Regions from separate parts of the Mus musculus genome. Here region 1 is linked to region 2. A link is a contact called in public Hi-C data. All regions are on one chromosome and are shown on one strand. Each heading gives the region's core, a stretch centred on a gene start, on an enhancer-like site or on the middle of the called end of the contact. The rest is flanking DNA. Distances are from core to core; before and after follow the strand shown.

What was found. A called contact is a pair of places that touch in the nucleus more often than the background predicts.
Region 1: a Hi-C map of the N1E-115 cell line shows a contact between it and region 2, with 2.2 times the contacts expected there. The contact joins the promoter of Clvs1 here to the enhancer-like site in region 2. A contact is called at or near these places in 1 of 15 datasets of contacts at CTCF or cohesin (the NIH/3T3 cell line), 1 of 484 Hi-C or Micro-C datasets (the N1E-115 cell line), 1 of 115 datasets of contacts at active chromatin or transcription factors (embryonic stem cells) and 2 of 9 other capture datasets (adipose tissue and pancreatic islet).

Annotation. Positions count from the first base shown.
Region 1 is chr4:9,267,558-9,271,966 of GRCm38.p6, reverse strand. It overlaps Clvs1 (clavesin 1), which reads right to left and starts at 2,650. Exons shown (of 6, transcript NM_028940.2): 1 at 2,496-2,650.
Region 2 is chr4:9,231,921-9,236,461 of GRCm38.p6, reverse strand. It overlaps a transcript of Clvs1 not described here. Among named protein-coding and RNA genes, the nearest start is that of Gm23423, 24 kb to the right of the region's middle. Within about 2 kb of position 2,096, at least 5 of the 459 cell types and tissues checked have an H3K27ac peak or open chromatin away from gene starts, as enhancers often do. A contact at or near this core is called in the N1E-115 cell line, where this site is marked.

The DNA of each region.
Region 1 (4,409 bases), core at 1,401-3,900, 35 kb before region 2:
GCAGCAACAGAGTTTGTGAAGTCAGGGGCAGATTCTCAGAGATAACAGGGTGTTTCTAGTATCAAGCCCAAATATGTAGGCCGACATAACCAGTTCTCAGAGTACAAGACTTCATTCTCTGGGAAATGGACCTCTCAGCTATACATTCAGATTCTAAAATTCTGTACCCTTCCATAAACACATCCACAAAAAGGGCACTAGGCTATGGGGGGAAAAATCTTTCTTTTTGCCTTTAAATACATTTTTAAATAAGAAAGTTTTGTTTTTATCAATATGAAAAATAAACAGACCTAGCTAAGAAATGTGTGAAAGCCACAACAGTAGCACACTATAAAAATTAATAAGCTTGGCATATTTCAGACAGGGAAAAGAAGCACTGCTTCTGAGACAGGCGCCTGTAAATCTCGCTGAAGCAGCCCTGCTTTGAAATCTTACCAGCCTCAGGAAATTGCATTAAGTACAGGAAGACAGCGTCTTTGGATGCTTTGCATTCGGGGCCTGTGTTTCTGGTGAAGCAGCTCAAATTGGCCACACGTACACATTTTCCAACCTCCTGGTCTGGACCATTGTTTGCACACAGATAAGGGAGTTGTTTTTTTTTTTTTTTTTAATCTTTCCCAGAGTCTTGAGAGTCCCTGGTTGTTGTGCATATTGTCAGTCTAAGGACAGTAGCTATGTGACTAAATGCATAGGCTTTGCCAAATATTTTCATGCTTTAAGCTTAAAAAAGTGAGTAAAATTTAGAGACAAATAGAACTGAGCCTAAGTTCATATAATTAGTAACTATACGCAAACTTTTGTCATGACATGACTAGTCCTCATCCATAAAGATTATTGAGCATAAATTTTTGCACAAAGCTTTTTCCAGAACATATCTGTTTGTGAGTCTCTTTTCTTTTGGGTGGTGCCTCTAAAGAGAAGCAAGAACAAAACTAGCTTCAGTGTCCCTTCTCCAAGAGACAGATTAAATACACCAGGGTACTGTTGAGTGGGGTTTTCTATGCTTTAGCTTAAATATTCTTGTGACCAATGACCTAACAACATTTCTACTTAGATACCACGCATTGAGATTAAGATCCTGATTTTATGTTGACAAAAACAATAAAAAATATACAAAACAAAAACAGCAGCAAAAGAAACTACAATACTTTGCAGTTCGGTAAAATCAATTCAAAGAGTCCCTTTCCAGACACTTCTTTATGACAGGTGAAAGCACTTGTTTGCTGTACTTTGTTAGCTCTTATAAAGCAAACGATCCTGGTTAAATCAAATAGGTGCTGTGACCCAGGACTGGACCATCAGGTCCAAATTAATGGGCTATTTGAAAGATGTTCCAACTCCCCATCAGCTTTGATAGAAAATGATAGCACTGCAAAGCAGAGCCAGGCAAACCACGGTTACATAAAATGCCTTTTCAATTTCTGCACTCTATTACCCTTTACTATTTATAGGAAAATGGTGTTATCGCCTGATTACTGAGAAAGCACACAAAAATCTCGCCTCCCAAATCTGAGCCAGTCCTTGACTAGTAATGAACAAAGCCAGGCCATCTGCTCTGAATATCATTACCACTTTGGCCATTTGGGCAAGGGGTATATCTGTTCTTCTTCTAGGAGAGATTTAAGATTGGGTAATTGAACTAAGTAGACAAGAAAAGGAGATGTTAGAGCAAATAGAATCTCCTAGCCTTATTTGTTAGGTTCTTACGACCGTCATTTTATTTTTTATTTTGGCCACAGAGTTAAATTAACCTTTGGGGTTCTCATTTTATAAAACAGTTCAATAAAAACTTAATTTCAGAGTTTCTATGGTAAATGCTTAGGAAGAAAAACAGCCATGTGGGTGCTGTGAGTCACCCATCATCCCCCACCCTGCTTCCTGGTGACTCTCCATTGGAAAACCAGAATATCGGGACTGAGCTAACATTTCTTCCTGGAATCATACTATGCCTCAGGCCATGTTAATTTCCTGAACTAAACAGTCTCTAATCTGCTGAAAGGCAGCTGGCTAACTGCTGGTGTCTGGCAAGTCCCCATCTGTCCCTTTGCTGGGGTCTCTTCCTGCTGCCTCCACTTCACCTTTCTCTCGAGCAGGCGTCTCTCTTTGTTTTCAGGGGGTCTCTCCACCTGAACTTTCCCTTCTATGCCTGAGAACTTGAGATCTCCCCTCTCTACCTTGCCGACCTCAGGCTTTGTCTAAGTGACAAGACACAGTTGTGTGGACTGTAGTTACCGCGCCGGTGCTGGTGGAGATGATGACGGCGATGGTGGAGATGGGGTGCTGATGGCTGGGGAGCGCAGGCTGTGTGGCGTGGCAAGAGGATGGACCGCAGAGGCGGTGAAGAGTGGGGTGCAGAAGGGATGGAGTGCAGTGGGATTGCAGATGGGAGCTGTCCACGCGCCGAAGTGCTGAAACGCCGCAGCCATGGCACCGCTAGAGCGGGGACGGGCGGGGAGGCTCTGCGAACACAGAAGGAAGAAAAAGGCAACAAATACCTTCACACCGCCTCCCAGGCTTGCTTTGAGAATGTGTTTCTGCAGGTGTCCTCGCGGCTGAACTGGGTGGGTGAGATCCCCTACCCTGGCAGTTGGAGCTCAGATTTCTCTAGAAAGCTGTGAATGAGAGCCCGGGCTGCATGGGGCTGTGATTTGGGTAGGAGGCGTGTGCGCCAGAGACTCTGTCCTTCCGTACCAAGCCTGGCTTTCCCCTGGGTCCTAAATGCCTCCGCAGGTTGGACTCACCCATTCTGGCAATACAGTCTAAGGATTGTTGTAATCCTTTAACAACTAGGACAAAAAGTACTGGAAACCACCACTCTCCACATTTAAAGCAGACTCTTTTGGGCAGATTATTTCAAATTTCAAACAAATGGTAAAGCACCATATGTCTATGGAAAAATAATTATTTTTATTAACAAATGACATGACATTCAGAAAATGGGCTGTTGGAAAAGGCTCAGATTAAGACTCTATCTTGTCAAAATAAAAACAGGTAAGTTAAATACATCAATGAAAATTTAAAACATTTTCTAAGCAGAATAATAAAAGAAATCACAGGAAAGAGGTCAACAAAGTTGAATGCATAAAATATTTTTTAATCTCAAGAATCATGCATGTAAATTATCACTTGAAAAAAATCACAACAAATGTGTTTCATGCATAGCTATTTCATAATAAAAAGAAAATGCTGAAGATCCAACAAACATTTTAAAAGTCAGCTTACCACTAAAACGCAATGCATAACTTAATAAAGTACCAAAGACATGCTAAAAGAAGAAAGACAGAGAAAGAGAGAAAGAAAGAACGATAAAGGAGCAATGATGTATGGTTTAGGACAAAAACATTTAAATCCACACAGTATCCCATATCCTAAGACATTAAGTGAGAAAGTATAATCTTCCTACAGATCCACGTCAAAATGTACTTCAAGAGTCTGAAAATATATATGATATACAGTCTTCTAATTCTACTCAGCAATTTGTGTAGGTATTTATGCATATAAATTTCATTTAAGATAATAGAAATTATCAAAAACAATAAACTTAATTTTATATAGGCTGCAAGATCTTCCTGATGAAAGCCTCATTTCTGAAGAGGAAAGACAAAGAGAAATGTTTGCAAAACAGAAATGATGGAGAAAAGACACAAATGCAGCATCCAACCGCAACCTCTGCTCCTCAGGTTGGCAGGAGCATTGGGTAGTATGAAGACATAAGTAAATCTGCTACGGTGACTCAGTCGTCCTCCATACATTTGCCTAAACTTGCCACATCTATTTAAAAACTGAACGTTGATGAGTCTCTTTCCAATATTCCTATTATATAGTTCATCATGATGTTTAATCTTCCAGCTCCCACATCCCACATTATTGCATTCTCTCTCTTCCTCCCCCCCGCCCCCTTCCTCTCCCCCCACATGTGTTATATATAACTCTCGTGGCAGAGGAAAGCTCCACTTTGTCCACTGCTGCTTGTAAGCCATGGAAGGCTGCCTGGAACTTCACAGTACTTCAATAAATGTCCTGAGTGGGAGAGTAAATGGATGAGTGACATAACCCACAACACATATATGTGTATTTAAAGTATTTTATGATGCTATGAATTTTGTATAGAAATTGATCTGAACAGGCTTGGCACATCAAAATGGTCTGCAGGGAATGGTGAGCTTTCATTACTTAAGCTTAGTTAGAGGGATGCCTTCAAAGGCACAGCTCAGCTCATCGTAGACATGTGCAAAGACACTAAAGGAGAACTTGTCCAAAGAAAACACTTTCCCTAATTAATTCCCATTATGCTGTTTTCAGTCATGTACATGCATACTTTGATCATTTCTCTGCCTCTCTCCACCTCTGATCTACTTCCTGTACTGGAGTAGTTCCTGTCTTCATTCATGTCATTCTCCTTCCATTGT
Region 2 (4,541 bases), core at 847-3,346:
TCAACAGAGCGTATTGACTCACTTGCTGAGTGGCTCATAACATAGGCTGTGAGTAGACAACTGTGATAGTTCGGCTGTGACACTCTTGCTAGGCCTTGCCATAATCTTCAGTATGTCATTTTGCAGACACAGGAGATTGTAAACTTTTTATACCAAAGGGACACCAGAGTTAGAGAAAAGGCTTTACCCTCGCCCTATGCATTACGCTCTGCATTGTCCTTATAATGTATAAAATGAAACTACAATTAGACATTACCTTCCCCCCACACACCACTTGTGGTTGTGCTGAGTAAGTACCTATGGGAACAAGAATACTAGTCCTGAGATCAGTCCACTAGTCAAGTTGTCTTAATAAGACAGAAATTCACCAGCATCTCCTGTCCCACGGAGACTCAGAGGCGGTTTGGAATTTGCTTATGATGGACAATAAGTGGTTCAGGTGAAGTTGTTTAATTGTCTGGGAAAGGAAGGAAATAAATAACAAGGGTCTGTTCTGGAGGCCGGGGTGGGCCTCCGAGACACAGGGCGAGGGCTGTCTCTTCTTCCCAGCACAGATCGCTTTGCCTTGTGGTCCTCTACCTCCCATGTGCTGCCTTGATTGCCTTCTGGCTCAAGCTTGACTCAACATGTCCAGGTCATACACTCTTGCTCAGCTGTGTGAGTAACACGGTTTCTTCTCTTTGCAGGGTTTATGGTGTGCTTTGTAATGTCTACAAAGGGGAGGCACCATAATGTTAAGATACAAATCATCCGGTGCTTTGGAAACCACAGGCAGCACTGTTGAATGCTATGTCTTGACTCCTTAAATGCTGAGGCATTTTTATGCATTTGACTTATCAAGAAAGTGGTGAAAATCTTTCTCCGAAGTCCCTATTGAGTTCATTGTGAATTAAGGGTTTTGAAGTTAAAATGAGATACATTCCCAACTTAAAACAGTGAAAGTCCTGAGCATTGCCAATACTGAGGTGAGGCTGGAGAAGAATGCTCAGGATGAGGGAAGCTCCTCCCAGTGTCTGCTCTCACTCTGCCCCAGGTCCTGACCCATATCTTCCTTTTGTCTTGACCTGCCCTCTTTTCCTGACTTTTGTGGTGTCTTATTACCTGGATCATCATCACCACTAATGCTAATAACCATAAATACATATGCACTAAACAGCCATGCAGACCTGGGCCCTGCTGATGTAGGAAGGAGACATACAATCAAATGTACCTAGTGACTCTGGAGTGAGCAGTGCAGGAGTGAGCAGTGCATGGCGGGCGAGCTGTCACGTTTGACTTCTCAACTGCAGATCTAAGTAGATGTGCTGATTTGTAACCAGAATACTGTAGCCTAGGTTATCCTTTTGCCTCATTGACTCAGAATTTTTCTCTTCCTACCCTTTGTCACTCCTCTTTCACCCAGCTTTTATCCCTTTAATTTGATAGAATACACTCAATGTTCTATGATCTCCTTAGGACACGGGTAGAAATCTTGATGGTCTTGAAGCCTGAGCCCTAAGGTAAGCAAACCACAACCAACTTTGCCATCAGACAGGAAAATTTCTATTTCCAAAGCTGATTTACTCAGAAGACAGAGAAATGAAAGCTTCTAAATGATTTTTGCCACCTTTTTCATGTATATACAAGTCACAAATAATTTAAGTATTTATGGTCTGGAGTTAGGACATTATTTAAAGCTCATAAAATCTTAAACATCAAGATCTTAACTGTGGGGCTTTGTGGAATAAATATCAAATTTACAGGCCTTGAAGACATGCCTAACATCAACTTAATGGGTGAGAGAACTACGAGAGATGTTTTATCAATATTTGTCCGCTGCAAAGTGTAGCACACAGCAGCAAAGGAAATGTCTCTCCGCTCAATTAGCACAGTGACAGTAAATGAAAGTGTCACTGCTAATGCATTTGTTGGAATTAGCCCCACAACATGCATTCTGTTTAAATCAAATAGTGCAGCAGTAATCAGTTTTGGTCAGTTTGGAATGTCTGTGTTAGGATCAATCAAATGCATTTTGGTGATGGTTCGGGGGGAAAGAACATGCTGAACAGCAAGGAAGTTACCGTCTCTGCATCAGGACCATCACCCCATAGCCATGTGATGTCAGACCCTGAAGGTCTTTAGAAACCTACATTTCCAATTAGGAAATCAATAACAACAGTGTGTAAGTAGATAAGTAGGCCTGGTAGTGAAACTTGCTTTCTTTAATCCACTTAGGAGCTCTGTGTGACATGAGAAGGCTGCAGTGATTTATTTGATTTGAAATTTTCTAAAATTGCCTCCTTCGCTAAAACCACCTCTCAAATCTAATCAGCAGGATGCATAAAAACCACAGTCAATAACAGAACAGAGCCCGTTCTGGTGGTTTCATACCGTGTGAGTCCTTAGCTTTGAAACAGTATTTTAATATATCATATGCCTTCATATGTAAAGTGCCTAACAGGCTCATTCATAGAGATAGAAAATAGAATGGCTCTCAGCACTCAGAAGTCAGAGGCAGGTGGATCTCTGTGAGTTCAAGACCAGCTTAGTCTTCAGGCTAACCAGGGCTGCATAGTGAGAACCTGTCTCAAAAGAGAAAGCAGAATGGAGTCTATTGTGAGGAGCTAGAGAAAATCGCTGTGTCACAGGTCCCATTCAGTGTGGGCTGGTGCAAAGTTCTGGAGAGTAACAACATGAGCAGTTGCTCAGCAGAGGGAATGTCCTAGGTCACTTCAGACTTCAGACTCAAAAATTAATTTGAGTCTGCTGTGTTTTACTATGTTAAAAATGGAACTATGGGACTCCTGCCTAGGACCATGTGGCCTCAGTAGGAGGGAGCCCTAAACAAGACAACCCCAACCTGGGGCTGTGGGGAGTGAGCCTAAGACTATCACAAGCCTAGCACCATGGGCTCTGGACAAGGAGTTAGCCTGAGACAACCACCAGTCCATCGCTGTGCAGGCCTGGGCTGGCAGACCATGCCTGAGATGACCCATGCCTGGTGCCACACTGCATGAATTGGACAGTGCACTCCTGAGACCACTTCTGAGATGATCCCAGACACCCAGAGACCCCAGGCACCACTAAGATAAGCAAGCAAGTGGTGGAGAGATGAAAGAAAAAGAAACAATAGGATGTGTGCAGAATGAGGAGAGGTAGAACTGGAGACTCGAGGGTAGTAAGCAACAGCCTGATGTGAGTAGACCATGGTGAAGTCCTGGCCTGTTCTGGGTTCGTGGCCCTGCAGCAGTGAAGGTCTATTACCACCAAAGGCCAGATGTACCTTCTCTGGGCTGCTGCCTGGGGCCATATTGACGTCTGATAGCTATGAAGAACTGGCCCCACTGTTCCCCTGGGCATCCTGGGAGAGCTGATCTCACCCCTTACCAGCTGTAGTTCTCTGGAGAACAGCATATTACCCAGGAACAATAGAGCTGACTCTAGTAGCAGAGTTGCAGATGAGCCAACCCTGAGGGTGTGAGTGTGGGAGCACTGGTGGCATAGACAACTCAGATACCTCTCAGGCTCAGATCCAGGGCTTTGAGTTGGCTCACCCCAACATCGACCTCATTGATTAATGATTGGAGCACACGAACGGGCTGGTTCTACAGATCCAGAACTACAGGATCTCCATAACACTGGGCAACAACAGGATATGCAAGAGGAGTCCAGGGAAGTTCCAGTATTGATAGTATAGCAGAAGCCATAGGCTTTGAACCAAACCAATGACTCATTGCAGTGGACATTTGTAAGCAAAGAAGTATAGACAAACAAGTATACTGTGGGACACACTGTAACATACTACAGTGTCCACATCAAGGTTTTTGTTTTTTTCTTTTGGATGGGATTTTGCAAGGGTTGAGTTTGGATGTGAGGGGCAGGGAGATGAGTAGGGTTGGGGTACATGATGTGAAATTCACAAAGAGTCAATAAAAAGTTTTAAAAATGAAAATATGTTAGCTAGTCTTTTCTCAAAACAATAGTACATAATATATGTAAAAGAAAGTTGGGTTACATATTGTTAAGCCAAAGATGGTATTTAGATTTGAAAGCATATGAATCCTTAGAGTAAGGCCAATTTGGGGTTATTTTCTTAAGCCAAACTACATGTAGCTTTATTAAAGGTATCTTCATAATCATGACACTCCTGCAGGCTCTAGGCAGATTGCCATTAACAGTATACAACATTCAGACACTCTCTTTATGGAATATAAAAATCTGAAAGTTACTGAAAAATCCAGTAAAAATCTTCTTTTGGTTCTCTAAGCAGGGGCAGTTTAGAGCAGACACAGATGTGTTTCATGCACCATATTGTTTAACAGATTTTACAAGCCCATGACCTAGAATCTAAAGTAAAAATAGCAATATTATGAATATGAAGGCCCATAATCTTTTTGTGGGTTTTGATACCATGCGTTGTATACATATAGTATTGGGTTTCATCATAACATTCTTATACATACACTTTGATCTTAGAAAAAAAAATAATGATGTCAGGGCCCGATCTCAATCATCTGATATACTGGAAACGCCAACTTTAGAAGCTGAGCAGGTCTTTGGTC